Linked DNA regions of Rattus norvegicus: region 1 is linked to region 2. The links are chromatin contacts, called in public HiChIP or PLAC-seq maps. All regions are on one chromosome and are shown on one strand. The core of a region is the stretch at or near the end of the contact, and the rest is flanking DNA. Distances in the headings are between cores, read along the strand shown.

Region 1 (2,967 bases), core at 56-2,555, 66 kb after region 2:
GTCTTAAGATGATCCTTAGTAGCAAAAGAAACAAAACAAACCTTCGCATTAAAAGTGGGCGTGCCAGTAATCATGATTCCTGGGAGGTCAAGTAAGGGAATCACTGAAGGTTTAAGGCCAGTCTGAACTATACAGAGAGTTCCAGATCTGCCACCTCTACACAGAGGCCATGTCTCAAAAGACTCCCGTGGGCAGGCTAACTAATTTTACTTTTTATGTGTACAGGTGTCTGTGTGTGTGCCACGTTTGTGCTGGTGGACAGAGCATGGACACCTGGAGCTGGAGTTTCAGGCAGTTTTGAGTCTCCGGATGTGTGTCCTGGGGAGTGAACCCCTTAGCCCTTTCTCTAGGTGGCAATTTTGCTCTTTTTATCCATTTGTAAGGATTGGAGACAGTTCAGTGGTAGAATGCTTAGAGTTCAATCTCTAGTACCACATATACACACGCAAATACACACCCACACATGTCTACGTTGCATACGCCTTGCTATGCATCATGCAACCTCCCTTTAGAATTTGGCTGGAAAGTTTTCCTGGAAAATACGTCCTCCGCCCTCCGGGCGTAGGCGCGGGGTTCTCTGGCCTAGGACCAACGGGGAGACACTGCTTCAGTCATTATGGAACTCAACATCGTTTCGACCTGAGGCATCTCCTTCCCAGACCCGGAGTCATAGGGATGGGACGTGACTAAACTCTGGGCAGCTGTCTGAAGGGCGGCAGACCCAGGGGCTTGAAGGGCAGCAGAGGCCCTCCATCAGAGTCCGGTGGCTGAGAACCGAGCTCTGGCTCCAGGATAAGCGGAAGGCCAGAAAGCCGGAAGACCTTTCTGTGGGCTCGCCTCCCCCCACCCCCACAACCCCAGGCCCTGTGATCACTGGTGGTTCATTTGGCACGCGCGAACCTTCCTCATCCCAGATTCCAGGGACCCAGGGGAAGAAACACGGACCATAACGACTAATCCGGACCACAACACCCACTCCTGCAGCCGGTCGGTTTAGCGGGACCCGCGGCGCACGCAGCCACGCCCAGGGCCGCTCGCTGCGGGCGGGGGCGGAGCCCGTGAGTTGGCTCCAGCTGATTCGCCTTGTCTCCACAAGGGGCGTGGTCATACATTTGGGCCCGCCCCCTACACCCCTCTAGGTCCAGAAGGAAATAGAGGCCTGCCCAGGGGCCTGGAGCGAAGGGAGGCGGGGCAGTGCGGGGCGGTGGCCGAGTCCAGAGTCCCGGGAGGCCTGGTTGCAAGGGAATGAAGCCTCCGCCTTCCCCAGCAGAAGCATTTAAATACGGCCGCGGGCCCCCGCCTCGGGGAGCGGCGGGCGGAGAGGTGTGTGGAGCTTGTGGCTTGGGAGGAAGGCGCTGTCCGAGAGAACGTGATCTGCGCGGCCGCTGTGTCCTGGCCTTGGAAGTGGGTAAGCACCAATCCTTGCGGGCGTCCCCTTTTCGCGGCCCGGGTGTGCGCGCGGTCCCGGCCGCTTCCCGCTCTTGGAGAGGCTCCCTACTGCACCATCCTTGTCCTCCTTTTCGGGCCCGGCGGGTATCACGTCGTGCGCTTGCAGGAGATCAGACGAACCGGGCTTTTAATTCGCAACTCGTGTATCTTCAAGCCAATTCTCATTCTTTCCATTTTCCGATTTGAAACGTACGAGATTTTCCCGCCGGTTCAAACAGCCAAACGCCCCCCGCCACCCCGAAGGAAAGGGTCCTCTCTGTAGGGCCTAATGGGCGCTTCATAGTCCTAAGCTTTGTTGGGGATTAGAGTCTGCTCACCTGGGCTGCTCTCCTCTGGTAGCCCCTAAGTAGAAAGCAAATCCTCTTGAAGATGAAGCATTTATCCTATGTCCTGGGGGTTGGGAGGAAGGGATTGGCTCCTGCAGTCCATTGTTGGCCTTTGGACATATGTTTAGACGTTCTACTTAATGTCAGGGAAGGCCTTTCTTGGGGGCTTCAGAGACCATGTTTTTGTGAGATCTTGAAAATCTTCACATACTATGTGTAATTGAGTAGGGTTGGTTGAGAAATCTCGTATAAAGAAAGGAGGGGCTGGCTGGGAGAGAGCTCATATGTGGGGTACACAGAAGACTAACTGTTCATCCACTCACCTCAAAGGCCAGTCTGAGGTTTTTTTCAAATCCCCTAAGAAATGGAGAACAGTAGTCTGGTCTGTTTCTTCTGAGGGGTTCTGGACTTGAAAGAGCTGAGTGTTTCTGCTGTGAGCTGCGCTTTTGAGCACTCAGCTTCTAGTCTGAGCTGAATGCTACACAACCTTGGTTTGGAAAAGACATTCCCCCACTCCCCAGCTTGCCCCCCCCTTTTTTTATCTCTGTATTGCTTTCTCTGTTATAAAATCTCTACCCACTAGGCATGCTCTCTCTTTTCTGGAATTTCCACAGTGTGTATCATTCCCGTTAGACATAAAATTAAGTCTTTCACAATAGTCCCCCCCCCATCAGGAATCTTTTAAGTGTGCCTCCAGGAAATGACTGAGATTGGTGTATCCAGCTGCCTTATCATGTCTGCTGTTTAGTTCGTTCTCCTGTAACTGGGAAAGGGGTGGCAGACGGATGATATTCTGTTCAGATTGCAGTATAGGACATTTGTTGGCTGTTAGTGACTGACATCTTGTAGGTTGAAATGCTTATCTGAATTTATGAGATTTTCAGGATGGTATGGTATATTGTGGATCCCAAAATGTTTTTTGAGGTGAAGACTCATTTCAGAATGCCTGTGTAAGCAAACAGGCCCACTTTTCTGTCAACACAGTGAGGGCTAGAGCATATAGAAGTAGAATATGGTGAGACGAGCCTGCTGGTTAAAGCAGTTGTGGCACAAGCCTGACAGCCTTGAACTCGATCCCCAGAACACACAGCGAAAGGAAAGCCTGCACCCCAAAAGTTGTCCTCTGACCTCCACGTGTGCCAGGCCTGCATATCACCAAACAAAACACTAAAAGGAGGAAGAAGAAAAACAG
Region 2 (3,307 bases), core at 6-2,505:
CTCTGTAGATCATGGAACTTTTTTTTTTCTTTTTTTCGGAGCTGGGGACCGAACCCAGGGCCTTGCGCTTGCTAGGCAAGCGCTCTACCGCTGAGCTAAATCTCCAATCCCGATCATGGAACTTTTAAAGCTTGTAGCTTAAGACAAATTGGACAGCACTGTTTTAAAGGTTTTGTTGTTGTTGTCAGATTGTTAAAATATTAGGGAAGAAAATGAAATTCCAAGTGGATGTTTTCTGGAGTTCACTATTTTTGGTTCAAACTTTAGATTCTTGGAATAATTTTCTTGTACTTTCTTATAAAAATATGCTTAGTTTCCTCTGAGGTCATTGGATACATCTGCAGAATAAGGGCTTCCACAACTGCTTCCACAGATGCTCTTCTTTGCTTATCAGGCTCCACACTTCTACTTGCTGGTATTTCCCGACCTTTCTTACATAGAAATTAAGCTGTCTTTGGATTGTTGAAATACTGCTTCCTAGTTCCCTAGCCAAAGAAACGTGTGGTGCTACTTCCTTTGGTCACATTCCCTCCCTCACCAGGAGGGCAAACCCAAGGGTAGGCGCCCTTCATTTGCTGCATTGGATGTCCTGGAGCTCGCTCAGTAGACCAGCCTGCCTGTCTCTGTCTGCTGTTGAGCTGTCACACCCGGCTTCTAACACATCTCTTTTAACGTTAATGTGGAACTTAATTTAGGTCTGTTTTCCAGTCCAAAATTCGAACGTTATCAGGATCACTCAAACCCCCCACAGCTGACATGCTTCTGTAATCTTCGAGTTCCGGTTTTCACGAGTGCCTGACGATGAACTACCACCACCTCTGCAGGTAGACCGGGTCTCGGCAGTCATCAATTTGTGTGCGCACGCCCTTCCACCAAAGTATGACTAAATACTGCGATGGACAGAAGCCATTCCCTCAGCAAACAAATACACACGTCAGAGGATAAGACAACTCGGAGGCTACGTGGGACAATCCAACAGCACGAGCACCCTTCTTTCACAGTGGAGCAACCCCACCCCACCACACACACCGGAACTGCCTCCTCCGCACCCGGCGCGCCCACACACGTCAGCACTGAGGCTGCGGGAGCCGCCCCCCTCCGACGCAGGTGGCCGGCGCGACACGCGCATGCTCACTAGGTAGGGTCACGGGAGGCTCCGGGCGCTACAATCTGTTGCGCCGCCCTCCGGAGCCGGCAGATCCGGGTCTCGTGGCTAAGAGTGACGTGGTCTATCGAATCCAAACAGAGGGGAGGAGGCCGGCGGCCAGCAGCAGAGGCAGCTTCAGCGGCGTCCGGAACGCTCCCGGCCGCCACCCTCCCCGCCCGCCGCTTGTTTGGGCGGGTGAGTGTCCCCCTGGCCCACCGCCCTCCTCGGCGACCCTCTTCGCGTTGCCACTTCTGTGGCCGCGCGTGCCCGGGGACCGCTGCGGCAGACCGGGCGCCTCTAGCTGGGCGCTGCACCTGGGGAGCCCGCAGCCGCTGGCCCGGCAGTCTGCAACTGGGCTGGCCAGGCACCCGCAGCCCGGGTGGTTTCACTTTTAGGGCCACATAGGCGGCGCGGGCGTGCAGGGGATTGGGGACAGTAACCCCGAAAGCCGGGCGGTGGCGTTTGCCTGGTGGGTTCGATGAAGTCACCCGGACGCGGCCCTTTGTTGTGTGTGGTAGCTGCCATCCTGAAAGCCAGAGCTCTCCTTTAGCCTCCATTGTGTTGCGGATTTAAAGGATTCCCCTTTTCTGTTGGTTCAGTTTGTGGAGCCGGGGCTGACAATGGAGCAGGTAGCAGCGCCGTTATTGGAAGGAATGCGGGGCAACAGCCTGGCAGTGGTTTGAGATCGGTATCGCTGCTTAAAGCCGAAGTTTTCCGAAGTGGCTGGTTAAACGTTAGGATTTTAGCCAAGATGATACTTGCTAACTGTAGAGAGGCGGCAGGATGCTTTTAGTTGCCCCAGTTGGAAAAGCCGAGGATGCGGCCTTAACGGAATGCCCTGGGTTTACATCTGGAGCGCCTGATGAGCGTAAGGAAGAATTTATACCTGCATTTGTGGAAGACACCCTCCGGGTTTTATGCTGTGGTGTTAGTTGGCAGCTATTCGTACCAGAATTTGGAGAAACCTGCAATTTCCCAAGGATTCTAGTCTGGAAACGCTTAGGAGGCACTCTGCTGCCCCGTGTCTGATGTGGAGGTTAGGGGAAGCAGCTGCGTGCTCCTGCTTCAGGTGACTCACTGCTCGCGCAGATTCCTGTAGTGTAGCCGCCCACCCTTTTGCCCTCCGCACTCAGTCCCGAAAACCATGCCTGGATATTCCATCGTGATTTTAAAAAGGGACATTTCCCCCTCTCCAAGATACTTAATTAAAGCGTTTCTGTGGAAAGCAGCAGGAAAGAACGATAAAAACAGATTGATTGCTTTCCATCAAATCTGGACAGAATTCTTAGGAATTTAGACCCCTCTCTTTGAAGGGTGTACCTTTGGTCAGTAACAGACCTCTTATCAAATCTTTTCCTCCCGTATTGGTCGTGGGTTTTTTCCTTCTACCATACTTGGAATCCTGTTGATATAGATAAAGGAGAATTTTCTTTTTGCACTTCCCCCTTTCATATATCTATATCTATAGATATAGATATAGATATGTATATACCCACTCTTTTTCTATTCTAAAACAATGTTTTTTTGTTTTGCGAAATGTTTTTGTGATGATTGGAGGAACTGTTGATAGAAGTGCATGAGGAGAAAAGAATGATAATCGTGCCACTCCTCTTGCCAGAATGTTAGTGTATATCCTTCCTTCCAGATGCTTTTGCAACTGTTTTATAAAAATATGGTATTATACATTTGCTTTTTAAAAAATAAATTTTATTAATTTTATTTAATGTGTATGGGTATTTTGCCTATATATATGTTTGTGCACCTTGTGCATTCTTGGGTGCCCAAGGAGATGTTGGATCCCAGGGGATATGGGACTTGCTGTGTTGCTGGGAACCAAACCCAGGTCCCGTGGAAGAGTAGTTATGCTGTAATCTCTGAGCCACCTCTCCACCTCATGCATTTGCTTTTTGCCCTCTGGCTGTAGGCTTCACATACTGGCACTTTTTCAGTTATTTATTTGTGTATTAGCTATGAACTGTGGACCTTTTACGGTGAAATTCCACCATGTTGGAAAATCAATAGTTATTAAAGCCATGGCGTTGAAAGTTTTCCTCTATGTCTCTATGGTGACATTGTGAAATTAAAAAAAAAAAAAACAAAAAAAACCCAAAAAAACAAAAACAAAAAACCAGACACTTAATGGCCTGTGAGTTAACTTGT

The links. HiChIP or PLAC-seq counts read pairs in DNA pulled down with a chosen protein or histone mark.
Region 1: an H3K27ac HiChIP or PLAC-seq map of oligodendrocytes shows a contact between it and region 2, with 2.4 times the contacts expected there. The contact joins the promoter of Ugdh here to the promoter of Smim14 in region 2. A contact is called at or near these places in 1 of 12 Hi-C or Micro-C datasets (mammary epithelial cells) and 1 of 1 datasets of contacts at active chromatin or transcription factors (oligodendrocytes).

What each region holds. Positions count from the first base shown.
Region 1 is chr14:43,201,213-43,204,179 of GRCr8, forward strand. Ugdh (UDP-glucose 6-dehydrogenase) reads left to right here and starts at 1,306. Exons shown (of 12, transcript NM_031325.2): 1 at 1,306-1,408. The region is part of intron 1 of Rplp2l3 (ribosomal protein lateral stalk subunit P2 like 3); the gene reads right to left.
Region 2 is chr14:43,135,754-43,139,060 of GRCr8, forward strand. It overlaps Smim14 (small integral membrane protein 14), which reads left to right and starts at 1,256. Exons shown (of 5, transcript NM_001037792.1): 1 at 1,256-1,342. The region is part of intron 1 of Rplp2l3 (ribosomal protein lateral stalk subunit P2 like 3); the gene reads right to left.